Regions from separate parts of the Anser cygnoides genome. Here region 2 is linked to region 1. The links are chromatin contacts, called in public Hi-C maps. All regions are on one chromosome and are shown on one strand. The core of a region is the stretch at or near the end of the contact, and the rest is flanking DNA. Distances in the headings are between cores, read along the strand shown. Region 1 holds the start of PTEN (phosphatase and tensin homolog). Region 2 has its middle 11 kb from the start of MINPP1.

Region 1 (3,012 bases), core at 263-2,762:
GCCAACAAAATGACCAAGCGCAAACATTGCAAAGGCAAGTCTAAAACTACGTTTTATCAACACCACAAACAGAATGCAAGAATTACGTAGCAGAGAGGGCGCTTCCTAACTAAAAGCTCGGCAGTAGCCTGCTGAAGTCAAGAACCTTTCAGGCCCTTTTGAAGCCACCAACACATTAGGCCAAGCATCAACGTAACAGCTCGAGCTCTGTGCTAGTGACTGCAGTAATTGGTGCTGATCCTGTCCAGGAACCGGGTTGTATTTGTAGCATCTGCTATGAGTTCTGAAAAACAGTAATTTTCACCCTGGCCTTGCTGTCGAGCAGCAAGCTCTCTTTCTAGAGCGCTTGTCAGAATCACGGAAGGGCTGGAAGGGATCCACGAGGACTGCCAGGCCTAACTCCCAGCTCCGCACACGGCCACCCAAAAATCAAACTCTAAGCCCAGGTCTGCATACTACTATCATTTTTCCCAGGATGGCTCTAACTTTCAGGCACAGTTCCTATTCTTACACCAAAACCTCTCAAGTACAATAATGAACCTTCTACACCACGAAGACTGCTACAGCCACAGCACAGCCCCTGCACGCCATTAACTCTGCATGGCGTTTGGAGCTCAACATCTGCCTGCTGCTGCTACTGCACATCTGTTCCAAAGGCCACCAAAGCAACACACTAGCAAGGCTTCTCCACAGTTTGACTCATTAGTCATAATTGCACACTAAGAACATATTCCGGAATCACACTCCTCGCAATCCTCTTCAACAAGACTCAGTGCGTTCTCGTTTGTAATACATCCTGGTGCTTACTGCAGCTGAGATTATGCCAAAGCACGGTTTACATGTCACGGTAGGAAAGTAAGGTTTTTTTTTTTTTTTAACTTTAATTTAAGCCCATTCCTTGCGATTGAGACCTTCGCTCCATCTGACTGAGACCAAGGGCTCGCTCTGCCTGGCCGAGGGCGCAGGACCCAGGCTTCGCCCCTCCTGCCACACGGCCGGCAGCGACCCGAGCGGGGCCGAGGGCCCCCGCCGCCCGCCCCTGCGGCTCCGCTCGGCGGGGAACGGCGCCGGGCCCCCCGGCGGGCCGCAGCTCCGGGGGGTCCGCCCGGCCCCGACAAAAGGCGGCCGAGGCGCGGCGGGGAGGGCGCAGCGGCCCCGGGAAGCGCGTTAGGTAACCGCGGCGCGGGTCTGATGCAATAGCTCGCCGCGCACCGCTCGCCGTCGGGCTCCGGCGGCGCCGGGAGGATACAGGTCAGGTCCAGGTCGAAGCCATCCTCCTGGTAGCGCCTTTTGTTCCTGCTGACGATCTCTTTGATGATGGCGGTCATGTCTGGCAGCCGGGGGCCGCTCCGGGACAGCGCGCAGAGGCCGGGCGGCGGCGGCGGGGCGCGGGGCCGGGCGGCGGCGGAGGGCCGGCGGCCGCCGGGCAGCCCCGGGCGCGGGGCCTGCTGCTGCCGCGGCTCAGCCCCGGCTGGGCCCGCCTCCCCCCGCGGCGGCGGCGGCGGCTCCCGGCAGCGGCGGCGGCTGCCCCCCCCCCCTCCTCCTCCTCCTCCTCCTCCTCCTCCTGCCGGGGCGGGAGCGGCGGCGGCGGCCGAGCAGGGAGGCTTCGGGGCCGGGCCGAGTCCCTGAGGGAGCCGCCGCCGCCGCCGCCGTCTTTGAGGCGAGCGCGGCGGAGGCGGAGAGAGCAGCTCTCCGGCGCTCCGGGCCCCAGCAATGGTGACAGCGGCGCGGGGCGCCCCCCCGGCCCGGCCCCGCTCCGCCCCGCTCCGCTCCCCGCCCGGGGCGGCGGCGGCGGCAGCGGCGGCGGCGGGGGGCCCGGAGCCGCGCGGTGGGGCCGGGCGGGCGGGCGGGCGCTCGGCGGGGCGGCGGCGGCTCCTCAGGGCGTGCGGGCCGGCAGCGCGGCCTGGCTCATCCCCCGCGCCCAGCAGCGCCGCGCCAGCGCTAGGCTCCCATCATGGCTGCAGCTTCCGAGAGGGGACGCGCCGCCGCGCTGCCGCCCCGCCCCCTCCGCCGCCGCCGCCGCCGCCGCCCCGGAAAAGTAGTCCCGCCGCCCCGCCGCCGCATCGCCGCCCCGCCGCCCGCGCCCGGCCCCAGCCGCGCCGCGCCGCTCCTCCGCCCCCCTCCCCTCCCTCTCTCTCTCGCCGCCGCCGCCGCCGCCGCCGCCCCGCGGGGGCCGAGCCCGCGGCGGGCGGAGGGATACGGGCGGCGCGAGGTGTGAGCCGCCGCGCAGAGCGGCGGTGCTGCGACCCGTCACGTGGGCGGCCCGCTGCGCTCGCCGCGGCCCCTCCCCCTCCCGCGGCCGGAAGTGGCCGGGCCGGGCCGGGCCGGGCCGGGAGTCGAGGTGGGGGCGGGCGGTGCCGGGCGGAGCTCCCCGCCGCCGCTCGGCCTGGGGCGGCCCTCGCGCCTCGCACGGGCCCCTGAGGGAGCCCCGCGGGCGGCGAGAAGCTCCCCCGCGGCCGTCCGGGCTCGCTCCGAGCTGCCGCCTCCGCCCGGCGTGGTGCGCGAGCGCCTGCTGCCCCCTGCAGCCTCCCCGGCCCCGGGGGAGCGGGGGGCCGCTGGCCCCGGCGTGCTTCCTGCGCCGGGGTCTGCAGCCGCTGGAACCGGGGCTGCCGGGGGGACGTCTCTCGTTGTTAGTGCCCGCTCGTGGGCGTCTTGCCTCCGAGGCTGTCGCCTTTTTGGCCCTGCTGGTCCTGTCTGCCGCCGGCACCTGCAGCAGCAGCAAGCTCCAGAAGCTCGCTCCCCGCTACGCAAAGAAGTGCTTTAGGCTGGTCCTCCGGTAGTTTCCTTACGAGACCTCTATTTAGTACTGCAAGACTGGGTGAATGCTTCAGTTAATGCATTCGGCTTACCCGCTGCCTTAATGCTGTGAATACACCCGCCTCCCTCCGCTGATCGCAGTCGGTTATCCTGATGGTGGTCTCAAAAACCTCCAAACCAGCCTCCGCTGGAGTGGGAACATTCCTTTAAAACTTTTACAGACAGATGGAATTATACGCGGTTCTTCACTCTCCA
Region 2 (3,012 bases), core at 242-2,741, 110 kb after region 1:
GGGCGAGGTGGGGGAGCTTCATCACTGCCTGCATGCTCCTGGGACAAACAGTGCTGTTGGGCAATACCCTAGAGGCTAGTGAAACACCGGTGGCCTTAACAATTTCTGCTTTTTCAAGATAAATGTAAAATAAAAAAAAATGAGAAGGTATTTCCTTTGGTAATTACTCAGATTGCATACAAGGCAAAAATAATGTTCTGGGAAAGTTTTCCTTTTTTGATACTGATATGGTCAAGAAAGAAATCTTTGTGGATGCTTCTGTACATATACAATCTGTACGTGGTGAAGAGATGCTTGATAACATAGTCAAAATCATTTTTATTCTTGGTTTCTTTCAGGGATTATGAACATGACTGTGTTTTAGTTGAAGGCCATGAGCTTTGGCTGGTCAGTTCAGTAGGCTACAGAGTGTCACAAACAGTAAGGTGTTGCTTTAAGTCATTGCTTTTATGACTGAGGAAATGATACTGGGCAGAACAGCAGTTCCTATTTCTTTTGCCTTTCTTCACATTTATCCTGATTGAACATCTGTGTTTCCTTCACGCATGTCAGAGTAAAATCTATTCTTTATGGCAGATTTCCCTCATTGGAATTCACTTTCACATTTGATATGTCAACAGCTCATGGCTGCATATTGATTTTGTAAAAACTTTTATTTAAAATGCCAGGATAATGATTTACTTTGCTTAAATATTTGTCATTGGATCCCCTTTTACTAAGACACTGACTGCACATTTTCATACACAGACATGAAATAAGGCTATTGAAATGCAGCTAGATCTGATCCTTGGCATTAGTACTACAAAATATTAGTACTGAAAACCATAATTTGGCAAGTTTCAACACTTTTACTATATGATATGATGTCACACAGTTTCACTCCATTAACATGTACACCTTGAGATTGTTCTTCAATAGATCCACGACCTGTGGCTATAGAATAAATTCACTTGCAAACTGATTTAGTATAAAAGGGAGTCTGATAACCATTTATCATAGTAAAAGGAATTCCTTAATCCACATGAAAAACAGCCACCTACAATTATCCTTCAGTAATTTAAAATGCCAGTTGAGTCCCTTTTTGACACAGAAAATATATGTCTATGTGCGCAGTGAAGATATTTAATGATCACATGTTGCATTAACTGGATAGGAAAATTAATCCCGTCCAATGTAAAAGTATGAGTATCATTAGCTGAATCAAGATGAACGTGACATTCCCGGTGGGTGACTCTATTTTGGGGAAATCATGAGGCTGGAATAAGATTAAAATAACAAATGTGACAGTTGGATCGTGTTGCTAACTGTAAAATATTCCCTCTGAAAAGGTTGCAACTTGTTCCTTTTATAACAACTCTGTTTTAGCTCCCCTATAATTTTGGACTGAGAAATTCCAGCTCAACTTTGAGGTCAAAGGAGAATGTCTTACTACAAACAGAGTTCTGTCTGTTTATGCAGAACAAATTTACAAAACAGTCTCGTTGGAAATGGTGACTTCTGCCTTCCTTACCTCACCCCTGAACTCCCAAATTACCTTTAAACTTTTCCTAATGTAAAATTCCATTGCAACATTGTGCTCAGGTTATATTTGAAAAATAAGTCAGCTGTATGCAGGCAAACCATTTGGTTGTCTCGTGGGCAATTTAAAGTCAGGCTGCTCCCTCTGTTGTCATTGTGCTTTCACTCTGATTAGTAAACACAGAAGAAAACACTTGCGTACTGCATGAGTAAAGATCCTGCCAGGGCTCTTCTGGTCACACCAAAGCTGGCAGCCTCAGTATGCTTTTGTAGCTTCCGTAGCCATCATAAGTCTTCCCGCTAATGCACAAGTATTTTCTTACTAGTTTATTTAATGTGGAGGAATGATTTTTGAATTTGAAACTATCACATTACTATAAGAGTGATTTTAAGCCCCCACGTATTCTGTGTAAGGAAAACACACTTTGCAAAAGCTTTGATGATGTCAGCTAGTGTTACAGACCTCCTCTTGGATAACTTTGCAGCGCTGACAGGCTTTATTTCCCAAATGAAAGCAGTCTGCCCTGCAGCATTTGACTCCTGTGTGGATATTGGCACTTGGCTCCTGAAGCTGCTGTGAGCAAGGCAGGTAGAGTCAAGGAGCCCATTAAAGTACGTGTGGTCTGAACAAGGGCTAATTCACTACCAAGAATAACTTTGAACTGACACAGAAAGTCAGCGCTTCTTCTTGGCATGGGAAAGCTGCTTAATTCTTCCAGGACCTTAGAGCGTGTTATTTTTAGATGAAAATAATCATGGGCTGTTAAGCACAAAGAGAACCTGAGACACAGAGAAGCCCTGCGGCACCGTGCATGGTGCTGGGAAAGTCTCACTGCAGCAGTTTTACACTGGTGTAGACGTATGAGACTTCACGTCTGGCGCTGTATGGCCATTCCTGCACAAACTAGACACGCTTGTGTCACCCAGGAATGACAAATTGCCATTTCCAATTTCCAATTACCCTTTCTCAATTGATTTGGAAACAAAAATGTGAGCTATTTCTGGAGACAGAAAGGAGACATTAGGAGTCAGCAGAATTGCTTCAGTTTGTTCTTTGTTCTCCGTGGAAATGGCTATCTTACCCATATACAGTTCTGTTTTCGAAGGGGAGGAGAAAAGGATCTGTTCTAAGCCATTTTCTAGAAATAGCTAAGGGCAGCTAGATCCCTGATGACAGAGCTGGTACTGAAGTCCTTGTACTTGAACTGAAGGCATCAGCAAAGCAGACCAACACTGAAAAATACTTTGTCATTGCCAGAAGTATTACAATTCTGAGCCACATTTTCAGAGGAGATGAATCAGGTGAGTCAGCTGAGAGAGAGCACTGTGGCATGGGGACCTCGCAGGAGTGCCAGGCCAGAACCCGCCAAACTTCCCAAAGGACAACTTCAGGACAGATGACAGTTCAATACACAGATTTATCTTGAGACCTCTTTGATCCCAATGGTAAGGAGTGGTGCTGGGGCACGCCATCGCAGTGGGAGCTGCATCCTC

What was found. A called contact is a pair of places that touch in the nucleus more often than the background predicts.
Region 2: a contact with region 1 is called in a Hi-C map of liver, with 3 times the contacts expected there. The contact joins the enhancer-like site here to the promoter of PTEN in region 1. A contact is called at or near these places in 2 of 7 Hi-C or Micro-C datasets (both in liver).

What each region holds. Positions count from the first base shown.
Region 1 is chr7:21,918,703-21,921,714 of Taihu_goose_T2T_genome, forward strand. It overlaps PTEN (phosphatase and tensin homolog), which reads right to left and starts at 1,513. Exons shown (of 9, transcript XM_048069192.2): 1 at 1,250-1,513. The coding sequence starts at 1,328. LOC125183400 (a long non-coding RNA gene) reads left to right here and starts at 2,178. Exons shown (of 2, transcript XR_010832725.1): 1 at 2,178-3,012.
Region 2 is chr7:22,031,015-22,034,026 of Taihu_goose_T2T_genome, forward strand. No RefSeq gene overlaps it. Among named protein-coding and RNA genes, the nearest start is that of MINPP1, 11 kb to the left of the region's middle. Within about 2 kb of position 1,492, at least 1 of the 3 cell types and tissues checked has open chromatin away from gene starts, as enhancers often do. A contact at or near this core is called in liver, where this site is marked.